Regions from separate parts of the Mus musculus genome. Here region 1 is linked to region 2. The links are chromatin contacts, called in public Hi-C maps. All regions are on one chromosome and are shown on one strand. Each heading gives the region's core, a stretch centred on a gene start, on an enhancer-like site or on the middle of the called end of the contact. The rest is flanking DNA. Distances are from core to core; before and after follow the strand shown.

Region 1 (5,406 bases), core at 2,667-5,166, 380 kb after region 2:
GAAACATATACAACTTTGGACCATCTAATTTGGGAAATCTGGGCAAGTTCCAAGCTCTGTCCTCAGAATAGCAACAAAGTACTATGTATGGCTTGAGTGATGGCTGTTCCCAGTTGTCAACTTGACTGTATCTGAATGAACTACAATCCAGAAATGGGAGGCACACCTATGATCCAGATCTTGAGACTAGAATTCACAGGTTTTAGTCCAGATCTTGAGGCATAGTGGCCACGAAAAACTTAGGTCCAGGCAAGGTGTTACACAACTTTAATCCCAGGAGACAGAAGCAAGCAGATCTGATTCAAGGTCAGCCTGGAACAGAGCAAGTTCCAAGTAAAGAACAGTTTCAGTCTAACTGTGGTGATACACACCTTTAATCTGGGCCATACCATCTGCTGGAGGCCTACATAAGGACAATGGAAGAAGGAAGGCTACCTTCTTCTTCATCTGCTTGCACTTACTTGCCAGCACATCTGTTGGAGCCTACTTCTTTGGGATTCCAGCTTACACAGAAGACCAGCTGAAATACCTATCCTTGGGGGACAGAGCAACTACTAGATTCTTGGATTTCCCATTCACAGTTGCCCATTGTTGTGTTAGCTGGACTGCAGACTGTCAATCACTACAATAAATCCCACTAATATACAGATATTCCAAAAGTTCTGTGATTCTAAAGAACCCTAACTAATACAACTGGTGTGAATCACGCCAGTGGTCATCACTGTATTTAATGTTGGAAACAGGGACCGTTCTGATCAGCAAAAGTGGTTTTGTGAACTGTGGGACTCTGGAGTTCTTGCCCAAGGGTTTCCTCCAAGGAATTATGTGGTTGACCTTGTCAGATTCTCACAAGTTGTTTCCATGCAAAGCTGGTGGGACTTGACACTCATTCATGAATGAAAAGTTATCTTTACATCTCTCATACTAATTAACAAATCCTCAAGTGTAGATTTCACAGAAAAATTTGAAGTGCTCAGTAACTGTGCCTGGAGTGCGCCTCTCTGATCGTGATGCTTCAAATGCTACTCGGTGCTAGGACGCAAATGAAAAATTAATTTTTCTCCCCAAACTGTTTACCCTGAAGCATTTTAAGGTAACATTTTTATAAAGATGATATAATAACGCCCAGCTCAGATGAAGCTGTAGACTTCCATTCATTTGTTCAATCCTAATCAAATGACAATGATGGCACTATTGGAGATCTCAGGGCTGAGCAATGTGACACAAAATGGCAAGGACTCAGCACTGTTTCCTCTGAGCTGCAGCTGGAACTCAGTGTCCAAAATTAAATAACAGAAGCAGCGTCTCTTCTACTGTTCCCTCTGCAGGCACTGCCCACCACATGTCATCAACTACGCTGCTGGGGGATTGATTTCGGATGCAGCCTTAATGGGTCTGCTTTAACAGGCATGTTTTGCAGACTTGTTTAGCTTGTTGGTTCTCTTAGCCCTTCAAAAGTAATGTTGTTTTTCCAAGTCCTGCTAAACTATGTTAATATTTTTTACTCCATCCTATATGCTATGGACATAATTTAGAATACTACCAATCTCCAGAAATATTTCGGTTAATAAGAAAGAAGTCATAGGCTAAGGAAAAGAAAACCTTCAGAGTTTGCTGGTGCTGGGTCACTCTGATTCCAGGCTTTGTGTCTGAATTCTGCTCCGGCTCAGCACTTCTGGATAGGAACGCCCAGCATTGGCACTGTCTCCATCGGCTGAAGTCTGCCGCGCACGTGGCAGTTGGCTCATGGACCAGAAGCACAGGTTGACTTTACCTGAGTTGGAGAAACTGCAGACGATGGTCTTCTATGCATTGTAGAAAGAAAAGCAAGTTGCTTCTGTTTTGCGATGTGTTTCCAATATTGCAGCTGTGGGTTGGAAAACAGAGGTTCCTGGTGAATCTAACCATCCCCCCACTCCCCACCCCTCTCCTTTCTAAAACTAACCAGATAAGCTCTGAGCAGACTGACAGAGAGGAGACTTCAGTGAAAGCTACAGGACAGGGACAGCTGTGACTTATGCTGGGCAGCTATAAGCCCAGCATTTGGAAGACAACTTCTAAGTTATTCCAAATTTAAGCAGTGAAGAAGTAAAAATAAAATAAAAACCTTTATCTCTCCACTAAGGAGGGTGCCTAGGGGTAGAGATGCCGCAGCAACTGTACCACTCTGTTAAGCCTAGGGACCTACTCTCCTGGGTCTAATGAGATTATTGATTCCCAAGAACCAGTTGGCTTCAGGCAAAGCACCTCCTCCTCGAGTCTGAAATTTATTCTACAGTGAATGTGACAGTGTGTTTCTCGCTGGCTTAATGCAGTTTCAATAGTCCTTACCTATAATGGAGGAATTTAACAAATGCCATATCGATGTGTTGCTAATTACTGATTATAGGCAACAATGCCAAGAGCAAACTCTCTAAACGTTCCCCCAGCATTAGCACACTTCTTCTGAATTTGTCTTGACGGCTGTTTCCTCATTGTTAGATTCCTCTCTTCTTTCTCAATATGACACTTCTCCACTCCAACACTATAATAATAAGACTACAAACATTACAGCAGATCAAATTTGGAGGGAGGCGTGAGAAAATCTGGGGAGCCTTCCACTCGAAGCCTCTTCTGTTAATGTCTGTCACAGTCTCTCATTACCAGAGAACAGAACTCACAGTGAGAGCTTCTGTCATAATGCGGGTGAAAAATAACAAGCTGGATTTTAAAGAGACAGTTATTATTGTACTTGTTTTTGGTTGGGCATAGAAATAAGCCATCAAGGAGCATGTATATTGTGCATAAACACAGATATACAGTTTTGCAAAGGAAAATTGTATTGTCATAGAAGTGTGACCATAAAGTAACGAGATTAATTTCCTTGCCACACATGTGGAAACCACTTATCATTCTGTGCATGGACATTTTCTGTAGTTGTGCCTCAAATACAGCAACATTTAAATAGCTAGCCTCGCAAATTTACCAGAGCCCTTTCTCAAGTCAACACCCAACCAGGTTAGCTTTAGGATTCTCATGAATGCTCCGAAACCTCCATGTCCATGACTATAATAGCCAGGTTTGGCAGACATGAAGTATGAGAGTACAAAACACAGAAAGAGCCAAACTGAGGGGGCAGCCACCTACCCCTATGGGCTCTGTTGGCCTCTGGCCAGTTGAACTAAGAGCTCAGAAAGTTTCTGTCCCCGTGCCTCTGACACCTGGAAGTCTGACATTCTTCACCAGGCAGTTTATTGATGTTATCTCTAATCCCTACAGCCACTCACAAATGTGCCCATTATTATCATCATTACCGAGTTACAGATGAGGAATAGACTCAAAAAGGTTAAACGACTCGCCTAAGGGCCCACAGGCACTAAGTGAGCACAGATTAGAACTTCTGTCTAATTACTAATCTTCTGTCTCATTACCAAGCCTGTGACTCAAAGACAAAGCCCTTCATGCCACAATTAACGCTGAAAATGTAAACAGGGGTGCCAGAGGATGCTTAAGAGCTTGTAGCTCACAATGAAGATAACCAGAAGTAACCAGAAGTCCAGTGGGCCTAAGTGTGTAGCACAGCCTCCCACAGCTCTGCCCAAGGATGCTCAAAGAAGTCTGCTTTAATTCCATCCACTGAGACAAAACTTGCTTTCATTCTGGGTCTTCAAAGGTAGCAAACACTGTTAAATTGCCCAGTTGACATATGGGAAATACTGTCAAGAAAATACCTAAATTATCAAAGGGAACTAAATTTTTTGTTTGTTCTGACAGAGTGCATTGGAGCTGTGTTCCCCTTCTCTTGCAAATGCCCTCTTGGCTCTTGGTCTCTCACAACCTTAGTCCCTTTTCATAGATAGTTCTACAGAGTGGAAGCAGCATTCTCAACGAGTAGATGTCAGCTGGGGTTCAGCCTGGTTGAGTTCAGTTTTGGAGGAAGACAACCCCAAGGTCTTTGATGTTATAAATGCTGAGGTATCATGCCCAGTCAAGCTTTCAGGAAACATACCAAGTTAGTCTTAATAGCTTCCTCCCCAAACACCAAAAATAAAAACAGAGAGAGAAAGAAGGGGGAGCAGAAAGATGACCAGAATAACATCTGGGGTCGCTGTCAGCCCCGCTCAGAACCCTTGTCTCTGTGTATCCTGTTCTGTGTGTCCTTGCCTCTGTGTGTACTGCTTAGCTCCAGGGATATCTAAAGTCGGAGGCCACTAAGACCTCAAGTCTACGAAGTAGTGATTCATAAAATTAAGAAAGAGAAACCAGTACTGACAACACTGTTAGGCAAAATTGTATTAAAATGCAACAATGTCAAAGGCTTCTGGTGGGGGAGTGGCTATTTGTTAAAGTAAAATTATTCTAATCACAAGGGATTGTCTTACTTTGATGCTTCTCATACTGATTCTTCGGTAACAACACCAACATCAACAGAAAGGAAATAAAGAGGGGGAGGGGCTTGCTATTAGTGCAGCTCAAAATCCCAGAGCTGGAATATGGACTTTCTCTCCAATGACAAAGTGACTCATGATATAGATGGCATCAGATTTTATTTGTCTGATGTTACAGGTCAGACACGTGAAATCTGACACAACAGAAAGAGCGTAAAGAAAGGCAATCTGAATTTAAAATTCAAAAATAGTATATATACTATTTTTGAATATATACTATTTTGACTTGGGTCCTAATCCTTATGAATTTAACCAGGTAATTTCAGCTAGTTAGGGGAAAGGGGTGGTGTCATATCCCTAAAATCTCAGTGTTGAGGAGGCTGGAACATAACACTAATTGTCTAAAAAGGAAATTACTTGGTTTACCTCTTCCACATAGGACACAGTCTACCTGGGTTAGCATATCAGAAACCATTTTGACAAGTGTGTATCCTCAGGGCCTATCTTATTACTGTAACTCAATAAATCATGACCAAGTCTTAAACAAGTGCCCTGGCCTCAGTTAACCAATCTATACAATGATATTCTTGCATAAGTGATCTGCAAAGCTCTTCCAGATTTTAAAAGTATGTATTTATAGGATAAAAGAAATGATTGCTCAATATATAAGCACAAAAATTATGGTATATCCATAGAAATGGATTAATCATCTCTCAGCAATAGATATAAAAAAAGAATGAACCTTAGCTACACACAACAATGCGGATGAATCTATAAATATTTGTGCTGAGTGAAATAAACCAGACAAGAAAAAAAAAAAAAGGAGAAAAAAAGCTTTCATTTACATAAAACCCTAGAAGGAGGACCCTAGCAAAGATAAAGAGATTTTTCCCCCTGGGGCATTGTGAAACTTTCAGGACGAGAGATGTGATTGAGCTGATAATTTCCCTGAGTAAATGCATACGTCAAACCTTATGACACTCTACACTTTAAGTATGTGACATTTACTATGCAATTCAGTCTCAACAAAGTTATCGAA
Region 2 (5,471 bases), core at 683-3,182:
GTCTGTGTGTGTATAGAATGTGTGTGTCTCTGTATGTGGTATGTGTGTGTGTTAGAGTGTGTAGACAGAGGTTGTTGTAGGTGTTTTTCCCTATTGCTCCCTCCTTTATTTTGAGGATTATAGGCTAACATGAGTTTTTACACAGATGCTGCAATCCTCATATTTCTGGGAAAGCACTTTCCCAAGTCAGCCATTTTCCTAGCCCTCCATGTGATCTTACTTAAGAGGGTAGCTCCTAATGAAAACAGCCCAAGCCTGGACTTCAGCTACTGGCCTCATAACTATATTTGCTGGTTCTGTGCAGTCCTTCAACAGAAACACACAGTTTTGCACAAACAATTTGAGGGTAAGCCTAATTAATTTGTTAATTTATTCAAAAGTTATTTTCACAGGAAGAATGATCTAGCTCTAATCACAAGTTAACGCAATTTTGAAAAACCTTTCTGGAATTCAAGGCCTGTGACTCATTTAGCATTAATAACTTGTTGAAAAATTATTTTTAATTATATTGGGGGCACAATATGTGCATGTGAGCACACATGTCCTCATAGGCCAGAGATGTTTGATTTCCCTGGAGCTAGAGTTTCAAGCATTGTAAGCTGTCAGATAGGGATGGTGGAAATCATACACAGATAGATCCCCTGCAAGAGCAGCATGTGTATGTGTTTGTAACCACTGGGCCATCTATCCAGACCACAAGTTGCAGAGTTTAAAGTTTATTAACATAAACCATTTCAAGTTATACACTTTCAAATTAATCTCAAACTAAAATGAAGATTATACCCATTAAGCATACCATTTAAGGACTGAATATTAGACATATGCATTACTGGTGGTTGCCTAGCAACCAGGGTATCTGCACTTAGAGTAAGTCTGTCCTAAATACTCATGTACGGTCCATGATGAGGAGCTATGCACTTGGCTTTATTTACAAGACAGGGTGTAGCTTTAATGGTATTAATGGTTCTGATTTTGCTACTCAAACGAGATAAGTTTCGATGATAAGATTGGGAAGGTGGTACCATGGTCATTAACCAACCAAGTGCTTTTGACAAGCAGTTCTAAGATTGATGCCTGCTTATCAAAGCCATGATGCCAATCATTGCCCATCACGGATTACATTACTTAATGTCAGGTAACCATCTCAAGGTTTAAAAATGTCTTGTGGAAAGTATACCTTGCCTCCATATTATAATTTTCTACAGAATACGAGATTAACTTATGAGTGCCTTAGAGCAATCCCAAGACTATCCTATTTTTTTAAAAATGCCTCAGGTAGGCCCCCCAGTCACAAAAGTGTCACCTTTCATCCCATCTTCTGCTGCTGAAGAACATTGTAACGAATAACCTTTCTAATTCCGTAAGCACTATGTCTGCACATTTACATTGTTGGAGTCCCTCGTGAAACAATTGCCAAGGAGCACTCTGAGGCACTGCAGCTGTGCCCTGCCAACTGTGTTTGGCTGCCCAGCTCCTTCTGGGCTCCCAAAGCTGGCAAGCTAATATGCTAATAGAATTCATTAGCCTGGGCTTTGACAGACAGTTAAAACAGGACTCCACATCAGCACTCCAGCACTGCAAAGCCATTTCATGAGGCACAGCTAATTCAAAGAAGATGATGACAGGGTTTGCAATCAGGGAACATTAGCATGTTGGGGCAGTGGAGAGGCTGAACATCCTAGGCAGGCAAAACTGCCAGCAGCCCTGATTTGATTTCTGCCATCACCGTTGGGCCTGGCAAAGAAAACCAGAGGTAATGGGATACACTGAGAGACCAGGCACAAGGACTGGCCTTTGAAGTAATTATTCTCTGGGGTAACAAGGGACAAGATGAAAAAGCTTTCAGGGACAGACAGTGGACACCCATGGGACCAAGTTTCCATTACAGCATGACACTGTGTTGAGCCACTCTCTCCACTTGAGAAAACAGAGTACTAAATAGGCTGTCCAGAGGGAGAGGACACAGGGAGTTTGTGGAGGAAATGGAGCTGTAGAGAGGTACAGCAAGGCAGAGGCTGCCAAGGGCCCATAAGAGAGCAACAATCATGAGGGATGCTTCAGCATCTCTGATGGCCGCCATGATCACTCCCTTGCCTTGCATCCATTAACCTCTACATTCATCATACTATAGAGGAAATAATAGGGGAGGGAGAAGCCAGAAGCCTAAGCTGGGGAGCAGTAAAATCCCTTAAGCCTTTGACAAAACAAATAAGCCTTCAGTGTCTCCCTGTTGGGACTCTTGGCTCTGATAAGCCTTCAGCATTCAGTATCTCCACATGGGAGCCCTTGTCTCTGTCCAGCTGAGAGCCTAAGCAGAATGATTATGGAAACACTTTCTGGAAGTGTGAGACTTTACGAGTCTGAATATAACCAAGCTCACCCGGCAATCCGTTATAGAGAAAGAGACCCAAAGTTAAAGCTGAACCAGAAATGAATCATCTCTCGTTTTATGGTAAATGCGTCTGAGTCAACTCTGAGGTCACCGGCTAAACTGGAAGTGTGCATGTTGCTAGCCGGTGGAGGTTCTAATTGTGTTCTAACCTTGAGCCTTCTCTGTACTGCTTGCTCTTCATCTTTACAAGAGAAGTTTCCCTAGCAGAGAATGACCACTAGACCAAGACTGACAATGAGATGATGCATAAATTATGTCACCTTTACCCTGCTTGGTTTAAGAAGCGGGACCCAAGGCACTTTTAGATATTAGCCTTTGCCCAGCACACACACAAACCCACACACTCACACACACTCAGGCATGCGTGTACACACATGTACACCCACACACAAATGCACACATCATATACACACATATACACACAGGCATGTATACACACGCACACCAGATTCCAGTGATGCTATATATTTTGAAGGTGTTTGTTTTTTAATTTGGGCACGTAACAAAAGCTACTCAGTATAATTATCAGCTATATGCATTATGTGTTTTCTCCAAAGTCCCCCATCTCCTTTCTTGCTTTCCTGTTTGAGAACTGCATCTCCACCACAGCTGCCATTGATATTCTTCAGCAGTATAACTTTGTTATTTCTGTAATTTCAACTATTTCCACTGTGGAAACAGTTTTCTACCAGCTTCAGGACCAATTTTTCATTGTCCTGTTGGAGAGCATTAGTGATGGACACTGAACTGGCAAGCAATGTGCTTTGCCACATAGCCACCAATTCAAATTTCCCTTGTCCAGAACTCCTCCTCCTGTGACCTGTTCCCACGAACAATGTCATTATCTCAGTATTTATCTAGTACAAAACTGAAATCACCCCTTTTCTCTTTCATCCCATAATTGAATGAAAACTTTGTACATTAACTCTTTCCTATCTCTTCCACTGATTCCATTTGCCATTTCTGTGACCAGGGAAATCTGGGCTTCCTTGGGGTTCTTAGTTATGTTAATAGGCGAATGTAGAAATTGACTAAGAACGAAGTTAGAGGGCAATTTTATTAGAGTTTGAGAGAAAAGCAACAGTGCAGGCAGGCTGTAAATCTCAGGGACTCGGAGGTAAGGAAGGAAGAAAGCCATGCATTTGCGTTAGGGAGCTCAGCATGTTCGGCAACATTAGCAATGTTCAGCAGGGCAGCACGAGGCTGCAATGCAGAAGGTCAGGCGCTTCAGAAAAAAAAGTGCCAAAGCCCTGAAGTAAAGCATAATTAGAGGTTTAGGCAGTATCTCAAGAAAAAGAAATAAGAAGAAATAGAAAAAAGTTAGTCTTTTTTCAGTTAGAACAAAGAACTAGGCTTGGATAGGGCTAGCAGGGCTGCATGGTGGATGCTCTCGACGAGACTGTACTCCAACTTCTGTGCTATGTCATTAAGAGCACAATTACTCTTCCCATCTCTAGAATGCCTTCAAATGAATCCGTTTCTTGAGGTGTAGTCTTCAGGACAAGTAATTGACAGATCCAGGTAGATTAACGATGATTTTTCTCTTTGAATTTTGTATTGAGAATTGCATACATGAGTAGCATATTTATGTCATTTGCACACTTCTTTCTTCTCCTCCAACACCTCCCATGTCCCCCAACTCCTCTTTAATTATTGTTACAAATATAAACAAACACATATGTATATATAAATCCAGCTTTATGGATCTGTTTAGTGCTGCTTGTGTGTATATTTCTTAAGGGATGACTGCTTGGGACTGGATAACATAGGGGCTTGCCCAAGGAGAGGCCTGATTCTTCCTCTCTCACCAGCCATTAATTGTCCATATTTCCTTTAGGGGAACTGATATTTTGATTATTTGATATTTCTCCTATCAACACTGGAATGTCAACTAGTGTTATCTTTGTGGAGATCTTGCCCAGGCAACCATATTTTTGAGATTTCATGGGTACAGCTTCTTTGTAATATATAGAAGATACCATCTCACAGCAGATGTCCTGGTCTCTGGTTGTTCCAGTATTTCTGCCACATTTTCTGGGGTGTTCCCTGGGCCTGAGGTATAGGAATTGTACTGTACATGTATCAGTTTGGGTTAGGCACTTCCGAGTCAGCTATTATCTGTGTGTGACTTGCTGTAGATTTTTGTAATACTCTCCACCTGATGAAAAAACAAATTTTCTTTGATGATAGGCAAGAGCGTCTTACTCAGAATAAGGATACGTATTTAGAGTTCCATTGGAAATGACACTGGCTTAGAAAAGTGACAATAGCAGATTCTCCATAAGGTCCATGACCTTCCCAGCACAGGTGGGTGGCTAGGTTTGTAGTCCCCAGAATGAGTCTTACCTACTAAGAGAGCCTTAAGTCCAATTGGACGGCTACTGGTTTTCCCGAAACCTAAGTGCCTTTGGGGTTGTCTTCCCATGCTATTCATTGATGTGATCTATAGCCTTTACACTGGGGTAGAACTATTGACTGCTTTTCTCCCTTGGCATCTTGTATAATATCTTCAGATACAATGAAAGTTCATCTTTGGCAAGAGGCTTCCTGGTTAGTTCTAGCTCAATTTCTCTCCTCAAGCCTTATATACTGGTTTCCTCTTAAAGGGACAAACAATACTCTGTAATATTCTAATCTTTGGAAAAGATCAGGATGTCGTGTCTCCATTTGGGCCACAAGTATAACTCAAATATCATTCTTTTGACCAAGAGGAAGTTCTTCTTCATCAGGGGCTTCAATAAAGCAAAGGTGATACTTCTATTTTTTTTTTTAATGTGATGTTTTAAATCCTGAGGAAGGGAAATTGTGCTATTTTTCTTTCTAATGTTACTAGGGAAACAGAAGGTTGGATCCACAAATTACTATGAGGAATGGGTCTATCCTTTATAGCCTTCTTTTAGCATTTACACACACACACACACACACACACACACACACACGTACACACGTACACATGTACACACAAGTTGAGAGCTTGAAATCATGTCAGACTTGAGCTGATATTGAGGTTTTGGAAGGATCCACACTCTTGGAAGATGGCCAAGGGGTCGCAGGTAGTTGGAGTTAGATTTCAACAGAA

Evidence for each region. A called contact is a pair of places that touch in the nucleus more often than the background predicts.
Region 1: a contact with region 2 is called in a Hi-C map of the N1E-115 cell line, with 4 times the contacts expected there. The contact joins two enhancer-like sites. A contact is called at or near these places in 1 of 15 datasets of contacts at CTCF or cohesin (the NIH/3T3 cell line) and 2 of 484 Hi-C or Micro-C datasets (the N1E-115 cell line and embryonic stem cells).

What each region holds. Positions count from the first base shown.
Region 1 is chr1:51,588,610-51,594,015 of GRCm38.p6, forward strand. Gm17767 (predicted gene, 17767) reads right to left here. Exons shown (of 4, transcript NR_151621.1): 2 at 1,775-1,867. Among named protein-coding and RNA genes, the nearest start is that of Gm17767, 5.4 kb to the right of the region's middle. Within about 2 kb of position 3,917, at least 20 of the 459 cell types and tissues checked have an H3K27ac peak or open chromatin away from gene starts, as enhancers often do. A contact at or near this core is called in the N1E-115 cell line, where this site is marked.
Region 2 is chr1:51,214,954-51,220,424 of GRCm38.p6, forward strand. 9330175M20Rik (RIKEN cDNA 9330175M20 gene) reads right to left here. Exons shown (of 5, transcript NR_045151.2): 5 at 3,433-5,471. Among named protein-coding and RNA genes, the nearest start is that of Cavin2, 71 kb to the right of the region's middle. Within about 2 kb of position 1,933, at least 56 of the 459 cell types and tissues checked have an H3K27ac peak or open chromatin away from gene starts, as enhancers often do. A contact at or near this core is called in the N1E-115 cell line, where this site is marked.